3 separate regions of the Mus musculus genome follow, and regions 1 and 3 are each linked to region 2. The links are chromatin contacts, called in public HiChIP or PLAC-seq maps. All regions are on one chromosome and are shown on one strand. The core of a region is the stretch at or near the end of the contact, and the rest is flanking DNA. Distances in the headings are between cores, read along the strand shown. Region 1 overlaps Rad51b (RAD51 paralog B). Region 2 overlaps Gm36660 (a long non-coding RNA gene). Region 3 overlaps Rad51b (RAD51 paralog B).

The links. HiChIP or PLAC-seq counts read pairs in DNA pulled down with a chosen protein or histone mark.
Region 1: a contact with region 2 is called in an H3K27ac HiChIP or PLAC-seq map of microglia, with 6 times the contacts expected there. The contact joins two enhancer-like sites. A contact is called at or near these places in 2 of 484 Hi-C or Micro-C datasets (the MNK3 cell line and bone marrow-derived dendritic cells) and 3 of 115 datasets of contacts at active chromatin or transcription factors (astrocytes, large pre-B cells and microglia).
Region 3: an H3K27ac HiChIP or PLAC-seq map of regulatory T cells shows a contact between it and region 2, with 5 times the contacts expected there. The contact joins two enhancer-like sites. A contact is called at or near these places in 1 of 484 Hi-C or Micro-C datasets (bone marrow-derived macrophages) and 3 of 115 datasets of contacts at active chromatin or transcription factors (astrocytes, differentiating embryonic stem cells and regulatory T cells).

The regions. Positions count from the first base shown.
Region 1 is chr12:79,758,134-79,760,833 of GRCm38.p6, reverse strand. All of the region lies in intron 8 of Rad51b (RAD51 paralog B), which reads right to left. Among named protein-coding and RNA genes, the nearest start is that of Gm36048, 39 kb to the left of the region's middle. Within about 2 kb of position 1,378, at least 29 of the 459 cell types and tissues checked have an H3K27ac peak or open chromatin away from gene starts, as enhancers often do. A contact at or near this core is called in microglia, where this site is marked.
Region 2 is chr12:80,059,730-80,062,429 of GRCm38.p6, reverse strand. The region is part of intron 3 of Gm36660 (a long non-coding RNA gene); the gene reads left to right. Among named protein-coding and RNA genes, the nearest start is that of Gm36660, 25 kb to the left of the region's middle. RefSeq lists an enhancer at 1-2,465. Within about 2 kb of position 1,364, at least 200 of the 459 cell types and tissues checked have an H3K27ac peak or open chromatin away from gene starts, as enhancers often do. A contact at or near this core is called in microglia and regulatory T cells, where this site is marked.
Region 3 is chr12:79,549,228-79,551,927 of GRCm38.p6, reverse strand. The region is part of intron 7 of Rad51b (RAD51 paralog B); the gene reads right to left. Among named protein-coding and RNA genes, the nearest start is that of Gm36048, 250 kb to the left of the region's middle. Within about 2 kb of position 1,422, at least 26 of the 459 cell types and tissues checked have an H3K27ac peak or open chromatin away from gene starts, as enhancers often do. A contact at or near this core is called in regulatory T cells, where this site is marked.

The DNA.
Region 1 (2,700 bases), core at 129-2,628, 300 kb after region 2:
AGCTGCAGGCTTTCAACAGGAACACTTGGGAGAAGGAGCAGCCATAACAAAGCACCCAGGAGTGAGCCACAGGGCTGACTTTCCCCAATCCTCAGTAGCTTCACCCATGGTCAGAAGGAGTTGTTCAAAGTGACTTCAAATGTCCTTGGGTATACTTACAAACAAAAACAAAGACAAAACAAAACAAAACCCAAAACCAATAAACAATAAACAAACAAAAAAAAATCCAGAGTCTATGATATTTTGACAGCAAAAAAATTGGCTTCTTATTTGGGACCTTGTCTTTTCTAGGAAGCCTGAGTGCACAGTGCTTCCATACTGCCTTTAACTGCCAGGCCCTGCTCAGCAACCATGTATACATACCTAAAGACAGTGCAAGTGTGCGGCCCCTTTGCCGACAACAGGTTTCTCCCCAGACCAGGCCTTTTTCTTTGTCTGTTCTACCTACTACAACCCACGAGGACCAACTTCTAGCAAACACAATTCCCAATCAACAAAGCTTTTAAACTCCAGAGTCTGAGTGGTTGACTGGGACCAGATGGGGATCACCATCCATTTGATTCCAATTCTCCTGTACCAGACCAGGCCAGGGAGCCACTGACCTGTGGCAGACATTTTCCATGGGCTCACCCATTTGATCTAGGGAAATGCGCGGAGAATCTGGGTTACCCCAGTAGAAAGATGAAGTAGGGGAAACATTCAGATCCCCCCCCCCCCCAGCTTTCCACATAGTCAACACTGCCTAGCTGGGTCTCAAGAATCTTCACTGTGTCTGATGTAGAAAGACAGCCGCAGTTGAAGATGAACGGGACACTGCCCGGAACAGGAGTTTTAAAAAACGAAGATTCAAGGTGACCTTCGAGTTCCATGGAGCCACAGGGCCAACATATCAAACAGAGAGATTGGGAAGGCTCAAACATCTATTCTCCAACACAATTTCCTTGGGGGGCTTGCAGTTCGCTAACTGAACCTGTGAACCAGCTGTATTTAGTGTGCTCTCTGCTTCCTTGGGTCTCTAGAACTGACAATCGTCTGTAGGTCAAGTTCCAACGGAAGTGACATTTCTGACCTAGCTCTATAAATAGAGTACTGGAAAAACACCATCAGCTGTACAGACTGGCCCAGGAACCACACGCTAACTATTAAGCAACCATACTGGACTGCCATTTTAGATGAGAAAGAAATAGCTTATGTTATTTATAACCTTCTGAGTTACAAGATTCTCAAAATACTTGGAAGCTATTAGTCTTTCAGATTTACAAGGAAAGGATCTGAGGCATAAAGCCATGTAACAACTGTCTCACCCAATACCATCTGCTCACAGCCCAGTGACCTGCTAGCGGACCAGGCCACTTTGCTTAGGTCATGGAGAAATTGTCGTCTCTGGGCTCTCTCAGCTAGAAGAGAAGGGGGATGGATTGCTGTCCAGTGTTTGCTCATATCACATGCTCAGCCCGACTCAAGCCCCAGTAACACTCATTCCTGGGGAGACTGAGCAAAGGGAAGCAGAAGCCATCTGCTATGGTAGAGTAATCAGCACCTTTGGAATGCAAGATTTAGAGGTGGATTAACCTCCCCTAGCAGCAGGTGGAGCAGAGGCGGGGTGAGCTCACCACTAGGATAAAGCCTGGTATGCACCAGCACAAATCATTCAAACAGCCCCGCTGATTTTTGTATGGGGAGAGAATACTTAGACTTTCCCAGAGTCTTGGAATGGTCGTGTAAGTTATTATCCAGTCGGGATACTTGTGAGATAGAGATGGGCTCATTTGAGTCATAAGGGGACAGCAGCGATGACTTGGGACTGTCCTGGGTGAATGCAGGTGTCATCTAAGAGGGTTACCATGGAGAAACTGTCTGGAATCAGGGTGAGGAGGCTCCCTCTTAGAAAAGGTCAATCTGAACACTGTCCCATTTGGCAACCAAACTATCCCAACTATGTAGGGCTTCTTCTGGGCTGTGCTTGCAGTGACATGCGTCAATATCTTTAAATATAGCTAAGGAAAAAAAAATAGCAGGAATAGTCCCAGTGTCTGAGTAGAAAGAAGCAATCTCCTCTCATGGGTTCAGCTGGCAACACCACCCAGGAGATCACTGGAGCCCCTGAGCCAGGAGTACTGCTTTCTCCCTGGTACTTTCTATTGGAGGGGGACAGTCCTGAAGGATGACCTGAAACTAAGTCTCTCAACCTGTGAGAAGAAGTTGTGTGTGCAGGTGTGCATATCCATGCAGTGTGTGGGTGAGCCAGAGGGTGACATTAGGTGTCCTGCTTTTCCACAGAGGCTGGAATTTTACATTGAATCTGGAGTTAAGCTGTGAGCCCTAGGGACCCACTGTAGTGCCATGTTACAGGCAGGTGTGGCCATGCCTGGGTTTTTATGTGGATGGTGGAGATCTGAATTCAGGCCCTCATGCCTGCACAGCAAGTGTTCTTATCTGCTGAACCATCTTTCCAGCCCTGAGGAGAATCTCTAATTAATAATGAATTCCCTTATTAGAGTGAATTCATGCACACGAATGGGAATGGAAATACACACACACACACACACACACACATACTAGCAAAAAAAAAAAAAAAAAAAAAAAGCAAAAACTGAACTATTTAAAGAAACCTGAAGCACATTAAAAAAAAAAATCCATGCTCATTTAAAATAAGCCAGGATGTTTACATGAGATGTCCCTTGTCCCCAGATGTATTTC
Region 2 (2,700 bases), core at 115-2,614:
ACAGGGAGGTGGAATTAGGGGTGGGGAATGGAGGAGGGGGCAGACAGGGAGGGGCAGCCTGTTTACTATAGATGTTTGAGTTTAACTCTCAAGGGACGCTTTTGTAGGTTCTGGCCTGGGAAATATAGGATACCCGGAGTGTGGTGAATGCTCTCAATGGCGGCTTAGTTCTGAGGCACCAAAAAGGTCCGTAACAGGAATGTGTGTGTGTGTGTGTGTGTGTGTGTGTGTGTGTGTGTGTGTGTGTGCACGTGCACAGGCCTCTTGTGGACCTCAGGAGCAGCATAGAGGAATCTCACCTTCAGAGGTAACTAAGCAGGCCCCTGTTGCAGTCGGAGCCCCTGAAGGTGCTGAGGGAAACTCAAGCGCATCAAGAGCTATTTGTGAGGCTGAGATTAGAACAGCAGGCGCCTGTCTCCTGGCCTGATCTCACTCGACCAGACAAAGCTATTTTTAATATCAGGCAGAAGAGTTGTTGAAATGTGGACAAAGAGCAGAACCTGGCTAACTTTGTCTCAAGCACCAGGCTTTGTGAGAGGGGCTTAAAAGCTGTCCACATGGTGGACACAAGCATGGAGGCTCAGTGAAAAGAAAAGATAAGGCCAGGAGACTTGGTCCCAGGACTTTGGGATGTGAGGTCCCAGCACGTCCATAGAAGTGAGAGGGAGGTACTGGGACTCTTGGTGTGATCCTCTCTGGGACCCTAACCTGTGGGGCTTTGACCTGGCACTGACAGACAAACCTTCTATAATGTCTCTGAAAGTGTAGTGTGACATCTTCCAAAGGAGACTGAGGGTGCATAATAAAGAGCATGCATGAGTGGTGTAAGTCAGCACACTATTTAGGAGTTTTAAAAATATGTACACATGCGTGCGCACGCGCGCACACACACACACACACACACACACACACACACACACACACACCAGGGGCTGGGGATGTAGCTCAGTAGGTGGAGTGCTTACCTAGCATGCAGGAAACCATGGGTTTGTTCTCTACCACCACACACACTGGGCTTGAATGGCACAAGCCTGTAATCCCAGTATTGTGGTGGTAGGAACATCACAGTTGGGCTATCCTTGACTCAGGGCCAGCCTGGGCTATATGAGAACTTGTCTTAAAAAGAAAATAAAAATCAAAGCCAAAAATCAACCTTCCTATTTTAGACAGACAGGTCTTAGAGACAATATATGGGACTCATGGCTGTTTCTGGAAGCTTCTGCTTCTATCAGAGGCCCTGAAAGTGGAGGTTGGGTGTGGGAGGTCACTGTGTTTTTCCTGAGAGGTGGCTGGGGCCATCACTCTGAAGTACTTCCTGTCACTCACCAGGTCAGGGTGGGTACCATCTGAAAGACACAATTTGAGGAAACCTAGAGGGTGGATTCTAAGATGAGGAAACACCTGGGTGGCAGGGTCCTGATAAGGAAGCAGTCCTGAGAGGCCACCGCAGCTGCTGTGTGTGTGTGTGTGTGTGTGTGTGTGTGTGTGTGTGTGAGTGAGATCTATGGCCAATCAGAAGTCAGCCTGCTTTAATGAGTGTCATTAAATAATAATAATCACAGGCACATCAAGGGCTCACATATCACCTAGTTAATGTACTAGTCTGTTTAGAAAACACAGAGAATGACATCCCAGGGGAAAGAAAATAACAGGAGGAGAAAGGTCATCTTGGCTCTTTCAAGTGCATAGGCCTCACGTCCCTTTTGTGTGCAGATGAGAAGTCTGGGTGGGTTAACTATCTTGAGCAAGATCGCACAGCTAAAGGTGGAGGAGAACTGGGCTTGGAATCCTTTCTGATTATCTTAGATCTGTACAACAGCCTATTGTCAATCACAGAGGGCTTTCAGATACGAAATCGCCCTTGCTCTTCCAAACTGCTTATTAAGGCGATGTATTATCCCATCCGCAGCCACAGCAGCTGAAGGTCACGGAGTGCAGATCACAAGACCCGTGTGTGGTAAAGCCCTGTCTGCTCTGGGGTTTGCTTCCTGCTTTCTGATTCTAGGTTCAGAGGCCCAAGAAGAATGGATTGTCCCCCAACTACTCATTTGTGTGTTTCAGGGCATTCAGCTAGCATTTGCTACGAACCTACCTCGAGCAAAGCATGGGGTTAGGCAAAACAGAGCCCACTCTCTGGCAATCAGGAGACATTTTCTGAATTCAGTGTGTTGACTCGTTAGGCTCACTCCCAGAAACTGTTATAATTTTAACCACGGGATAACCACATTAAGGAAAGTTCATCAGAAATGTTCCCCAGGTCACTTTTTACTCTTTAAAATTCACAGAGCAACTCAACAAACTTTGGCTGAACTCTTGATCTCCAAGAGGGACATTTTTCACACCTGGAGGCCAAGACTTCCTCTGGCTGTCCATATTTGCACACCAACCCCCAGGGCAGACTTGCAAGCCCGTCTCCCCCACTCCTCACAGTCCCTATTGTGAGGGCCCTCCCATGGACCAACATCCTCCCATATCTGATTTCATGACCCAGCTACTTCCTGAGCAGGAGTGAAACATTTATCTGATTCCTAAACTCATGCGGGCCAAAGTTAGTGAGTGTGTGTGCCGGTCAGTCCCTGCTCACCTATCTGCACAGGACCATGTATTAAAAGATGTTTTTTTTTTTTTCCCCACATGGAACTACCATAGGGAAAAGACCTGTAACGGATGAAACCACAGTTTGTACGGAGAGGTAGGAAG
Region 3 (2,700 bases), core at 173-2,672, 510 kb after region 2:
AAACACTCACCACAGCACAAATGTCCACTGGAATTTGGAGGAGATTTTGATAATATTTTATTGGTGGGTCATAAATAAAACAAATTATAGCATATAATTCTGTATGAAGAAAGGGAGTGATAGAAGGAGGAAGAAAGGAAGAGGAAGAGGAAGGAAGGAGAGGGGGGACAAAAAGAGGGAATGAGAGGAGAGAGAGAAAGCAAAGCTGGCATGGCATCCGTGCTTCTACTTCATCTTCAAAATAAACCTGTGTAGTTAATACCTTCCTATATATATTTTAAAAGAGGTAGCTGAGGTTGATAAATTAAATGATTAAAGTTACTCATCTGAAAACTAGTAGGGCTGCATTAAATCCTAATCTAGCCAGCTCAGAGATAATATCTGTGATAGCCCTGCCATCTGGATATTTGCACACACCCCAGGAAAGCTATGACATTTTCCTGACCTCAACACACTTCCTGACTGTTCCCAGTGCTTCCTGCCCTGTCTTACCTCTGTAAATGTAGTCACTAAGTCCATGGCTGAGAAAGAAAGCTTGCTTGCTCCAGAAGATGAGCTCTTCCAGTGCATGTGGGGAAGCTGCCTGAGGACTGTTTCTGTAGAACAGGTCCCTTTCGCCTTTCAGCACAGAGTGAGAAGATTAAAGATGTCTTTGTCTATCTTTTACTACACACACACACACACACACACACTAGCATGTGTGATTTAGCCACCTTCATTTTGGGTCACCTAGCTTCAAAGCAGTCTACCTGTTATTATTTAAAAAAAAAGAAAAAAAAAAGAAAGAAAGAAACTAATATATGTTCAGAGGACATACTTTAAAAAAAAAATCAGATTGGATAGACCATTAAAACATTTACAGGACTTTCATATCCTCCATTCAAGCAAATCTAGTGACCCTTAACTCTGCAAACATATTTGCCTATCATATGTTAAACCACTCACTATAGTTTGACATAAAGTTGGTGTAAACTAGTAGGCAACAAACTGAAAGAAGGGCATACAGCAGACAAAGTTGTAAAAGTCAGTTGCCTATGCACCCCATCACTGTCGAGTTAGCTTTGGGCATATTCTCTCTTTAAAGAACCTGTAAATTGAATCCATGAGATGGCCAGTACAGTGGTTGTACAGAAGGCCACGGTCCCCTGGGATTACAGGGACCACACATCAGATGTGTGGCTTCTCATTACCTTTTCACCTCAGCCACCATATTATCATGGCAAAGTACTTCATGGTGCTCTAGGGCTTGGCAATCTATAATGCACACATAATTATATTCCTTTGGATGGGATAGGGTCTAAGAGAAAAAAAAATACAGGTACTGCTTAAAAGTCAATTGCACTTAGTAGCCATATAAGACTGAAGAACAGGATGCCCAACTTCTACTCAGTTTTTCCAGTGACTCACTATGTAATTCTGAGGACCCAGCCCTTTGATCTTTAGTTCTTAGCCTATAACCAAAGCATTTTAAATTGCGCACCCACTCCTTTTGTAGGTACCCCTCCAGCTTCTCTTGCCCTCAAATGAAAGCGTCTATAGACATGGAAAATTGTTGCTGGATGATTTCCTATAACCCCCTTTCTAGTATTTCAACCGCTCTCCTCTTACATCCCAGGGACACTGGGGCGAGATCACTACCGCGCACAGCACAATTGAAGCCACAGGCTTAAGATTTCACTGTTGAAGGGGCAGGCTAAGAAGGAACAAGTCCGGCTTTAACACCATGAATATCTCCAATTACCAAATGTGGGCTGAAAGAATACAAAACACTAGGAGAGATAGAAAGGTCCTTGGTATTCTTCAAAGCCTCCCTGTAGGGTTGGGAGTTCTTCTTTGAGCTTCCAAACAGAGTCTGGGCAGCCTGCACACCTGGAGTGCATTAGTGGGCCTTGGACTCAAGGTGAAGCCGGGTACATTTCACCTAGATGATTCCCACAATCCATTCTCATAAAAAGCTCACAGTAATTTCTCAGCTTAGGAACATGGTATGCTATTCATAGAGTGTTGAACCCAGGGATTACCTCCCCGAATCCTGGAGAAATCCCACTGTTCGTCTGTATAAACACACTTTCATGTTGATTATCTTGGCTCAAGGAGTTGTTCATTTTGCTTGCTGTGGCACAGGGTCAAGACTGAGACCCACCCTCAAATCCAGTCGTTCTCATGGCTCTCTGGAGAGGCCCTGGCTCTTCTCTTTCAGCAGCAGTGTGCTCACCCAAGTGCAAAACAATGGCGTCTTGCTGTCTGTTCCCCTTTCTTCACTCACCCTGTTGAGGGGCATTAGTGTTTCTTACCCTCCTATTTCCCCCTACATGCCGCAGCTTGTATGGAGAAGCATCACTGTGGTCACCAGCAAGCTCCTACATTCCATGGTGGCCAGCACAGCTGCCTAGCCTAGGACAAATAGGCTCCCATATTCTTCATCTGTGCCCTGTGATAAAGTTTAACTCCGTGGAAGCCTCACCAACCTCCATGATGGGTATCACTAGGCACTTGCTCACAAACCTGGGCCTCTAAAGGGCTACTTAGAGACGAAATAGACTGTAGGGGTCACGGAGCCACCCTTTCTGGTTGTGCACTCCAGCTCTGCAGTTCACTGCCTGTGATGCCTTGCAAATAGTAAATAGTGTATGTGACTGTGTTGGTAGGCTTTGGTTAACTTGGCATAAACATCTGAGAAGAGGAACCTCAACTGAGAAA